Regions from separate parts of the Pan troglodytes genome. Here region 2 is linked to region 1. The links are chromatin contacts, called in public Hi-C maps. All regions are on one chromosome and are shown on one strand. The core of a region is the stretch at or near the end of the contact, and the rest is flanking DNA. Distances in the headings are between cores, read along the strand shown.

Evidence for each region. Hi-C and Micro-C count contacts between places; a contact is called where the count stands out from the background.
Region 2: a contact with region 1 is called in a Hi-C map of stem cell-derived neural progenitor cells, with 3 times the contacts expected there. The contact joins the enhancer-like site here to the promoter of ZNF326 in region 1. A contact is called at or near these places in 4 of 7 Hi-C or Micro-C datasets (blood, induced pluripotent stem cells, a lymphoblastoid cell line and 1 more), 1 of 1 datasets of contacts at active chromatin or transcription factors (stem cell-derived excitatory neurons) and 1 of 1 other capture datasets (stem cell-derived neural stem cells).

What each region holds. Positions count from the first base shown.
Region 1 is chr1:141,171,136-141,176,683 of NHGRI_mPanTro3-v2.0_pri, forward strand. ZNF326 (zinc finger protein 326) reads right to left here and starts at 2,338. Exons shown (of 12, transcript XM_513552.9): 1 at 2,175-2,338. The coding sequence starts at 2,190. LOC738896 (gem-associated protein 8-like) reads left to right here and starts at 2,353. Exons shown (of 1, transcript XM_054684838.2): 1 at 2,353-4,187. The coding sequence starts at 3,490. The coding sequence ends at 3,855.
Region 2 is chr1:141,357,607-141,363,154 of NHGRI_mPanTro3-v2.0_pri, forward strand. No RefSeq gene overlaps it. Among named protein-coding and RNA genes, the nearest start is that of LRRC8D, 13 kb to the left of the region's middle. Within about 2 kb of position 2,560, at least 3 of the 24 cell types and tissues checked have an H3K27ac peak or open chromatin away from gene starts, as enhancers often do. A contact at or near this core is called in stem cell-derived neural progenitor cells and stem cell-derived neural stem cells, where this site is marked.

The DNA of each region.
Region 1 (5,548 bases), core at 1,088-3,587:
GCCAAGATTGCACCACTGCACTCCAGCCTGGGCGACAGAACGAGACTCTGTCTCAAAAAAAAAAAGATTTCAAGATCTTATCTGAGACATGCATATGCATATACATATATGACTGTGTTCTATATTCATCCAGAATGTGTCATCACTGAAAACCATATTGCCAATTTCCTCATCAAAACTAATTTAACAACTGTTAAATTCTTTAGTTAATTTTACAAATATATACTGAAAGAACAGAATTTAACATAGTGGTCATCTGGATACAACAGAATCCTGCTACACTATACAGGAATAGATTCATATATGGTGTTAGTCAAACTCCATCTTCCAAATACAGCAGTGGTATATTTGGGCAGTGAGACAGGGCGTATTTCATGACTAATATTGTTTAGAATTTCTATCACTGACACTGTTTAGAATTCTGGCATATGTCAATAATAGAAAGCAGACATACTACATTTTATTATTGTTTTTCAATTCTCCATAGAAATGGATTCCCTTATTGCCTTGGGTGGGGCAGTAGAAAGAACTGTTTCTACTGCCCCACCTCCACTTTGTTAGCCTCTGCTATACCTTGGGTGTTGGCATTATCATCAAACTACAGCATGAAAATACAATAATATATTTTTTATTTTCACTCCCAACTCTGGCCACTTCAAATATTCATAGTTTTTTGTTTTGTTGTTGGTTTTTTGTTTTTTGGTTTTTTTTTCAGACGAAGTTTGGCTCTTGTTGCCCAGGCTAGAGTGCAATGGCACGATCTCGGCTCACTGCAACCTTCGCCTCCCGGGTTCAAGGGATTCTTCTGCCTCCGCCTCCCAAAGTGCTGAGATTACAGGTGTGAGCCATCGTGCCCAGCCCAAATATTCATAGTTTAAAGGTATCTACATCAAAATGAGTTAAAGTCCAACCAAAACAAACAAAACCACGAGAGTGTGCTACTCTTAAGAGCTGAACTATTTCAAAGTAACTGAAAAGTATCTACAAGAGGGCTATTCCAGTCCCCTTTCACAAATCTGTACCTAGATATGAAAGCTTTAATTCTTTGTTGCATGAAATGTTATGAAAAATCAAAAGCTCATCGAGTAAGACATATGCTGAGATCACACCTCATTTAAAGATCATTTTTTTGGTGGGGTTAAAGGTTTACAGCCTACTTAGTGAACTGGTTTTACTTAAGCATGCCTGGTTACTCAGGATTAAATCCAGTTTAATCACGTAAGTCCTTTCCCATGTCTCCCTAATGTTGTCACTACATACCACTTTATCCTGACACCAATTCCAAGCAAGGTTTAAAAACAAAAGTGAAGACCAAATTAATATTACTTTGTGACCCTGTAAAAGTGGTTTAAAGAATTAGTATCTGAGACAACTGAAAAGTATTGCTAAAATACAGTTTATTTAATCCGTAAGTCAAACACTTACAAGGCTGTGTACAGGTCTAAATGTGAAGGACATTTGATGCTTGCTGTGCCAAAATTCTGATTAACTTAAATCCTATCTACACACGATCCAAAGAAAAGTGCTTTGGTTCACATAAATATTTCAAGTTAGGGATTAATAAGCAGGTAATTTTTGGTGATAAACACCCCAGTTTACTAACCAGGAAACATCTTGCTTTCCATTTTGCATAGATATTTATCTATACATATCACTTAAGGACACCCTTTCAACTCATCTTAAACCGGGACAAACAGAAACATCACTGTGAACAAGCCTCTGAAAATTCTATCTGGCAAGAAGTAACCCGAGGCTGAGGATTAACTAAACGGACGGTCTGGGTCGCTGCCCTGTGGGGCGAATGCGAGACTAGGTGGGTGAGGCCGCACTCGCCCGTTTGCCCGAGACCGGGAAGTTGGAGACGTCGGGGCAATTTCCACTACCAGGGGCCAAGGCGAGTCTGGGGCTCCAGCCCGGAGGCTCTCGCGCTCTAGGCGCGTCCTACCGGACACCGAGTTCTCTTGTCTCCGCCGGCAGCGGGCGCCGAGCGGGCCGAATCGGGGCGCGTGGGTCCCCAAAGAGGCCGACTCCGGGCGCTGGGCCCGGGGCGGGCGGGCGGCCTCCGGGCCCGCAGAACAAAGCCCACACGGCCATCTTGAGACGGTAAACAGACCCCCTGCGTAGGCCACCCCGCCTCTTGCCAGCTGCGCCGACCAGCCAGAGGCAGCGCTTACCGTCCTCGAAGTCCATGGCAGAGGCTGGGGGCCGTCGGCCTTGGCGGCGCTAGGCTGAGCTATGGCCGGCGGCGAGCGTCCGCGATCCGCGATTCCACACGATCAGTCCGCGCGACCGAGAGCGGCGCGCTACCAGCCCGGGAGCCGCAGGCCACAGCGAGGCTGGGGAGGCGGGGCCGACCGGCGCTACCAGCCCCATCGGCGCGGCCTGCTATTGGCTGACGTGGGCTGGTGGGCGGGCCCTCGCGTGGGGGGCGGGAAGCAGGTCCGCTGTCACGCTCGGAGGTGCTGACCCTCTGGAGCCGCTGAGGGGGAAGGAAGGTGAAAAAGGAGCGCTAAAGATTGGCGGGGGTTGTGGGAAAGCAAGCCGAGTGTACGGGAAGGGCCGGCTGCGGCCCGCCATGTTTGAACCTGGCAAGAGCGAAAGAAGCCGGTTGGAATGCCTTCTTCCTGCCCAAACTAATAAAACCGCATGCCTACCTTTTGCTTAGTATTGGCTAGGGATGACTAATCATAACATTTGTAAGTACTTACGGGGTTTCCTCCATGGAGACACAGAAGTCTGGGACGTTTCTAGAAGCCTGTGGCAAATTTGAAAAGCAAGATACAAAATTGCGTATGGAGTCTGATTATCGCTATGTCAATAAATTTTCTTAAAAGAAAAAGCACTGAAATAAAATGGAAATAATAATTCTTTTAAAAATTTTTAAAATTATTTTTATAGAGATGGGGGTTTTGCCATGTTGCCCAAGCAGGTCTCCAACTCCTGGACTCAAGCGATCCCCCCACCCCCAGCCCCGTCTCCGCCTCCCAAAGTGTTAGGATCACAGGCGTGAGCCAACGCGACCCGCCTGGAAAGAATTCTAAAACATGGCCTGCTTGGCCACTGCCCAGGATCTGCAAGCTGCGCGCCCACAAGTTTCGGCACCCATTTGGATTTTCACAATCGGAGATGGCAGTGGTGAAGGCATCAACATCAAAAGCTACCAGGCCTTGGTATTCTCATCCAGTATATGCAAGATACTGGCAACATTATCATCAAGCAATGGCTTGGATGCAAAGCCACCACAATGCCTACAGGAAGGCGGCGGAATCCTGTTTCAGTCTTCCATGGTTCTTCCTTCCTGCGCTTCTTCCCCAAAGCTCTTACGATAACCAGGTTGTGTATCCTCAGTCCTTCTATGACCATCATGTGGCCTAGCAGGACTCCCCCTGCAGTTCTTCACATTTCAGAGGGTCTGGGCAACATCCACATGGCAGCAGTAGGATCCAGGCATCCACAAGAGAAGACCAAGCTTTATCCAAGGAGGAAGAGATGGAGACCGAGTCAGATGCAGAGGTAGCATGTGACCTGAGCAATATGGCAATCACCGAAGAGCTCCGCCAGTACTTTGCAGAGACAGAGAAGTACAGAGAAGAACTACTGCGGCGGCAACAGCTGGATGCGGAGCGCCTGGACAGCTACGTGAACGCTGACCACGACCTGTACTGCAACACCCGCCGGTCGGTAGAGGCCCCAGCTGAGAGGCCTGTTGAGCGGCGCCAGGCCGAAATGAAGCGTTTGTACTGGGACAGCGCCGCCAAGATCCAGGCCATGGAGGCTACCGTGCAGCTGAGCTTTGACAAGCACTGTGATCCAAAGCAGCCTAATTACTGGCCGGTCATCCCCCTGAAGTTCTGAGCTCAGGGCACAGGGCACCCAGCCTCTTCCTCTTCCTCTTCCTTTTGGATACGCGCTCTTCATCTCTCCTTCTGTACATTTCTCAGGGAAAGGGGACTTTGTACTGAGGTACAGGCATGTTCACCACAGTCCCAGTGGGCCTGTCACGGGGTGGATGTACTGTGCCAGCCACTTGGAGGTCGGCAGGACATATTCTGTTGCCAACATGATAAATTTTATCCTGACATAAAATGATAATTTTGTATATATTATACTGGTTTTTTATGTTGTCGGTAACAGTTCAATTCATTAAAGTTCTTGCCTAGAGAAAAAAAAGAATTCTAAAACATGAACGATGATTCTTTTTGTGATGACTTTTTATATATACACATGATTATGTATTCTTCTATATCTCCAAATTCTTGAGCACTTTCATAATGTAAAATATATATTTGGCCTAAAACAAGATTTATTATTTATTAATGATTAGTGTTTATTAAAAGTTCTCTTTAGCCAAATATTATGTTTCATTTTCTTTGAAGATATACTTAGTGATGCGGAGGTAGGGGGCTCTCTTGGCCATTTAAGTCAGTGGTTCTTGATTGTGACTCTACTCTGGAATCCTCCAGGGCAATTTTAGTAAGTGCCAATACTCAGGTTTCACTTCAGGGGTTCTGATTTGATAATGAACCAAAACTGTCACCAATGTTTATTTTCAAGACATTTAAAAGAGATGTTATGGGACTAATTTCTCTTCTGTTTCAGTAACCTGTACTCCTTGAGAAAATGTCAAGTCTAGAAAAAATAACTTTACAGACAGGCTACGATCCAGTTCTGAATTTTAAGGTGCAAATAAAAGAGCTGTAACAGTTCACAGAGGGGTAAGATTTGTGGCAGAAGAGTCATCCAGAGCTTGAAGGATGACCTATAGAAACACACACACACATACTGGATTGTATTATTGCCACTTTGGAAACAGTGTTTGAGACATGGAGAAAGTTATTCAAACATTCAGGGATCTGGAAAAAGACAAACTGACATTGGAGCAGTTTGAACCACAGATTAAAAAACTTTTTTTTTTTTTCATAGAGCAAACGGTGGCAACAATGAGTTGATCACCAGATAGGAAACCATGAATCAAATTATTTACCTTTTTTCAGGGTCCACCCAGTTGCTGGAACCAAGTTTCAAGGAGGCAACCTCTGGAAATACAACTACAAGAAAAGCTCACAGATACACTATGTGTATTACTGTTGCCCCAGAAATGGGCAGGGCATTTTTTCCTCCTCCATCCTGATTGATTCACCCTGTTCTCCACCCTTTTCTTGTTTCCTCCTTTTTTCCCTTCTATGCAGATACTTCTCCACTTACTTGAGGTTACATCCCAATAAGCCCTTCATAAATTGAAAATATCACAAGTCAAAAATACATTTAATATGCCTAACCTATTGAACATCATAGCTTCACCTAACCTACCTTAAATGTGCTTAGAACATTTACATTAGCCTACAGTTGGGCAAAGTCATCTGGCAGCACAGTACATTGTAGAATATCAGTTGTTAACCCTTGTGATTACATCGCTGACTGGGAGACGCTGCCCAGCCTTGGAAAAGAGTATCCTACTTCATGTCACTAGCCTGCAAAAAGATCAAAATTCAAAATTGGATTATAGTTTCTACTAAATGCACGTCACTTTCACACAGCTATAAAGTCA
Region 2 (5,548 bases), core at 1,310-3,809, 190 kb after region 1:
TGCATCAAGGGAACCTTCAGAGAGGAGACGGTGTTTTTTGCTGGGTCCCAAAAGATGAACAGAAGTTCACCTAGCGGATAAAACAGGGAAGGTTCTACCAACAGAGGGAACAGTATGAGCACAGGCACAGAGCTTGTCTTCATCTCCATTCTATCAGGTAGCATGGGACAAGCAAGGAGGCCCATTCTAAACCTAAATTCAATGAGCCATTGAATAAGGATTACACAATTTCTGTTTACACTGTGCATAAAACAAAAGCCTTGGCTGCTTTTGCCTCACTAGCAAACATGCAAGTAAAGAACTCAGAAAATTGCTTTTTTTGATGGAGGTTTGTTGACTTTTTAACCTCTCATCAAGAGTCTAAACATGAAACTCTTTGCCTTTTTCATTATGAGCACTAGACTTGAGTGGCAACTCAAAAGAATTGCTCTTCTTATCCTGTTTCCTTTTGATTAATTAATCAAAGTTGTATACATCATGAATAAATACTTCACACTCATTTTGATCACAAGTAATTTGTTATGGTAATAAACTTAAAAATTATTCCTGTCATGTACAAATTTCTCCTTTATTTCTTAGCATCTTAAAAATCTTTTCTTTTAGCCAACACAGCCAGACAGTACTTTGTCCTGCTTTGAGCAAGCACTTTTATCTTCTGAGTTATCATGGAATGCTTGAAATAATATGGATTCTAAAGAAAAATTCTAAAGAATGGTACATTATAACACTAACACTGTTCAGAGAGAATGGGCTAATTATCCAGAGAGGAAGGTCTTCCTCTGCTGAAGTCTAACTTCCTCCCTCTCTGGTCCCCAGACCTTAGACACACCAGTAGCACTTAAATAAGGCTGTGTTTGCATGCCTCACACTGCGTTCACAAACCCCAGGTCAGAGACGGTTTATTGTAACCCCATTAGGTAAAGGCATGGCTGAGCCCCAATTTAGAAGGTCATGGTGATAATAGGGAAAGTAATCAGGCGACTTTGGAACAACCAGCACGGTTAGGTACGAGCACTATTAAGAATAGGGCTTTACTTTCATGCCTGGAAAGACTTCCATGATACTTCAGCTAAAATCCAGAGGGCAAATGGTCATGTCCTAACTGCTATGACACGAATGGGGGCAGTCCTGTAATTTGTGACTTGGACCTCTTGCCTTGCAGGACAGCTGAGAACCTTTCCTTAGAATCAACTTTGACCCAAAGGGACTCTTGAGTTTGGATGGAGGAATGATGAAAATGTTTATTGCCACAGTGCTTTATTCTTTGTAAGAGCTCAAGCTCTTTTTTGTTTGGCTAGTTGCTGGTTTTCGTGGTGGTGGTGGTGGTGTATGCGTGTCTATGTGTGTGTTAGTTTTACATGATAATGAACAAAAATCTGAAATCTTGCTTATTTTCTCCCACTTGCTTCATATCATTCATACTCCTGGCTGATTCAAAGCAAAGATAAAGAATCTGGAGGTGCAACATGCTGGAAGCAGCTTTGGGCAGCCAGGACTTCTCATTGCCCAGGAACTCGTCCCTCCTTCCCACACCCTGCCCTCTGCAACCCTGAGTTCCTCCCCTAAACCTCTCACATAAATCTTCACTTTCTTTTAAGTTCATTATAAACCCCAGTGTTGTGTGTTCATGATGTTGTGTGGAGGCTGCTGTCCAAAAATAAACTATTGTATTGCACAGGGAGAAGGCAGGTTTTCAGAGGCGTGCCAGCTAACCATGGTGTTCGGTCGCACTTATTGGTTAATGTCTGCAAATTTTCTTTTTCTACGAAAAGTTAAGTAGGGCTCATTAAGCTCCTCTGGCGTAATTTTTTAAAAGAAAGGAAAAGTTAAAAATAGTCTAAGCACAAGTATTAGAGGCTTAGAGTTGTTAGGAAGAACTGATGAAGAGGTCTGGAGAGATGTTTTCACAATTGAATTTCATAGCCCTGCAGGAGTGGCAGAACTCCAGCAGGAAGGGAAAGCTGAAGGGCTAGGACAGAGAAAGCTTCAGGGGCAGAGCAGTGGCTCCAAGGATGGACTCACATTCAGGTCCTGTTCAATATGGATTTTATCAAGCACCTACTAACATATAATCTATTAAAGGGCAATAACGAAGTTCCTGACCCATGTCTGCTTAGGAAATCAGGATCTTGGTACAATTTCATGAAAGAGTTGGGACCGAAAAATCTAAAGGACCATCTCATTTTGAGACTCCAGCCCTTTGAAGAAGATAGCTGTCCTTACTCATCAAAGGATGATAAGGCCTTGCCTGCTGTGTGTTGTCAGAAAAGAGAAGACAAGACAAACAGGTAACCAGCATGTGAATACAGCATTACATCTCACTAATGACCCCCTGTGCTGAAAGCTAAAGTAGGAGGCTTCAAGCTGCATTACCTTGTATCAGTGAAAGGAAAGTCAAGGAGAGCCTTGGAGATGAAATGTAGTCATCAACGAGCACTCTGTAGCCAAGAGCTTTACCAAGGGTTTAGATGCCAGCTGCGGGGGTGTTGCTTGTGGACTGAGCATATGCAAGTTTGTGCATCTCTGACATCTGAGCCAGCTGTCCTCTGACAACCGCCTCCCAGGTCTCCGTGGTGATGCCGACCACACCGGTTCCCAATGACTTAGGGGCCCTTTCGTTTGCATCAGTGTTGATTTGGATTTCCAAATATGTGAAACATTTCACTGCCTCCTGGAAGGACAATGAGAAAAGTGGGTTGGGAAGGAATGACTCATTCTATAGGAGGGAGGGAAAATCTCCAGCCTCTCCCTAGGTTAAGTCCCTGCTATTCCTCCTCCAAGCAGGCCATGTGGAACACATGGGGTTGACTTAGAAGATCTTGAAAGTGTCATCCAGGGATGACTTCTGGGACTTGGGCTCTATCCCCCGCCTTCCCTGCCTGAGAACCATACTGAGAGGCCATCAGATGAGAGATTAAAGCAGTAGCTGTCACTTGGCAGAGATGTGGTAGGGGTATGCAGGCACCAGATTGTGGACCTGGGTGACCTGTGAGGCCTTTGTAACCCTATGATGTTAGGGTTCCACAGATCTTGGTGATAGCTCCTGAGTCCAAGGAAGCTCAGTGCAGGAGGAGTTGCACAAGCACTGGTGGTGGCTGAGGTGTCTCTTTTCTTGTGTCTGGCTCATGCCACAGGCTCTGGAGCCTAGCCCTCCTTGCTCTCTTGCTGAGCCGTCCTCCTAGTAACTCACCCTAACTAACAGCAATAATTCTGTGGGCCTGACTTCTGGAGTGCAATATGAATATTATAAACCATTTATTAAGGGATTATTATTTGCCAGCACCATGCAGGAATTTTACCTACACTATCTAATTTATTAATCAGCCAGGTTCAGGTTCAAATACTGACTGTACTATTTGATATCTGGGTCACTTTAGGCAAATTACTTAACCTCTCTGAGCTGTATTAGTCAACTCGGGCTGCCATAACAGGATACCATAAACAGGGTGGTTTAAACAACAGAAATTTATTTTCTCATAGTTCTGAAGACTGGAAGTCTAAGACCAAGATGTCAGCAGGGTTGGTGTCTGGGTGTCTGGTGAGCGGTCTGTCTTTAAGTTGCACCTGGCTGCCTTCCCACTGTGTCTTCATGAGGCCTTTCTTTGGTGCAAAAACCTCACATTTTCTTTCTTGGAGGGGAGGGGTTGAAGAGAGAGAGTTTTCCCTGGGTCTCTTTTATTGTTTTTGAGACAGGGTCTTGCCCTGTCTCCCAGATTGGAGTGCAGTGGCACAATCATGACTCTGCAATCTCTTCTCCCAGGCTCAAGCAATCCTCCCACCCCAGCCTCTCGAGTAGGTGGGACTACAGTTGCACCATCACACCCAACTAATTTTTAAATTTTTTGTAGAGACGAGGTCTCACTATAGTGTCCAGGCTGGTCTCAAACTCCTGGGCTCAGGTGATCCTCCCACCTCAGCCTCCCAAAGTGCTGGGATTATAGGTGTGTGCCACTGTGCCTGGCCTTCTGGTATCTCTTCTAATAAGGACACTAAACCTATTTGTTCAGGGCCCCACTCTTATGACCTCATTTAACCTTAAATATGTCCTTTGAGGTCCCATCTGCAAATACAGCCACAGCAGGGGTTAGAGCTTCAACATACGAATTTTGGGGGTTCACAAACCTTCAGTCTATGACAGCCAGTTTCCTCAGTAATAAAATGTGAATAAAAGTGGCACTTACATAGCTGAGAGGATTAAATATGATAACGCATGGAAAGTGCTTAGCAGAGTGCCTGGCACAGTGCTAAATCATGCTTACCACTGCTAATATGTGCCAGAAGTGGTGTTATTATTATTAGACCTACGTTACACAGGCAGCCCAGGCTGCTGGTAGCATAACTAGTAAGAGGAGGGAGCTACAGTATTAAACATGGGTTTGTGGGTCTTTAAAGCCTGGCTTTTTTTTCTCCGTTGTGCTTCATTGCTTCTTAAGACTCACCTTATATCATGTAGCAATTATAAGACCCAGAATCATTTGAACTGTCCTCAGAGCAGAATAGTGTCATCTCTTGTTTCCTATTAATAGTTAAACACACTGGCATATAGATCACAAAGTGGTTTCACTTTAAATTATCATACCCTCAAGTTCAGGGACTGTGTCTTAATACATTTTTGACTCCCCAGTGTCCAGCGTAGTGGCTTTCACATCAAAGAATCCCAGTAAATATGTATTAAGTCGAGCTGTATTAGATTCACAGGAAAAACGAAGTTAGTGAAGTAAACAGGGCTCCTCAGCTCCCCTTGGCCATCCCTGGGTGCCCCATTCTGACCCCAAAGGCATTGTCCCCACACTTCACATGCCCTTTATGAAATAAGGTAATTTTTAAAGTGTTTCTTCTCCTGTATTTCTCTCTTTTTAATCATTCTTCTCAGTTTGTTCATTCACTTATCTGTAAACAATCATTAAGGGCTTATCCAATATCAGGCTCTGTTCCTAGAGTTGGGATAAGATAATGTCTAGGAACTCTGTTCCTAGAGTTGGGATAAGATAATGTCTAGGAACTCTGTTCCTAGAGTTGGGATAAGATAATGTCTAGGAACTCTGTTCCTAGAGTTGGGATAAGAAAACCAAAGGTCCTGTCCTCACAAAGAGGGTACAGCAAGTATCTAGTGGGTGAGGTTGGAATAAAGTTTCTAAGGGAAGGCAAAGACGTGTGCATCGTGTGTCATGCCCTGGTGGGAGAGGTGGAGGGTGCCTTGGGAACATGTAGCAGCAGTGCATTCCTGGACTTGAGCAATAAGATCACTTGGAGCCATCCAGACTGAGCCATGAAGTGGGGTGGGAGCTACACAGGTAAAGGGCATGGGGAGAGAGTTATGGTGTAGGTGAAGAGAAGTGCCTGGGAACTGCCAACACAATGGGGATCTGATGGCTATGAAAGGGAGGAATAGGAAAGAACAGAAAATGAGGTCTCTGCCCTCTAAGAGCTTCCACCCTTCAGAAACAAAATGTATAGAAGTGTGGCAGCTTGAGAAAATGTTTCAAGTAGTAGTAACAAATGGCAAATCATATCATTAGAAGAATGCAACAAGTATTTTGCCAAGATG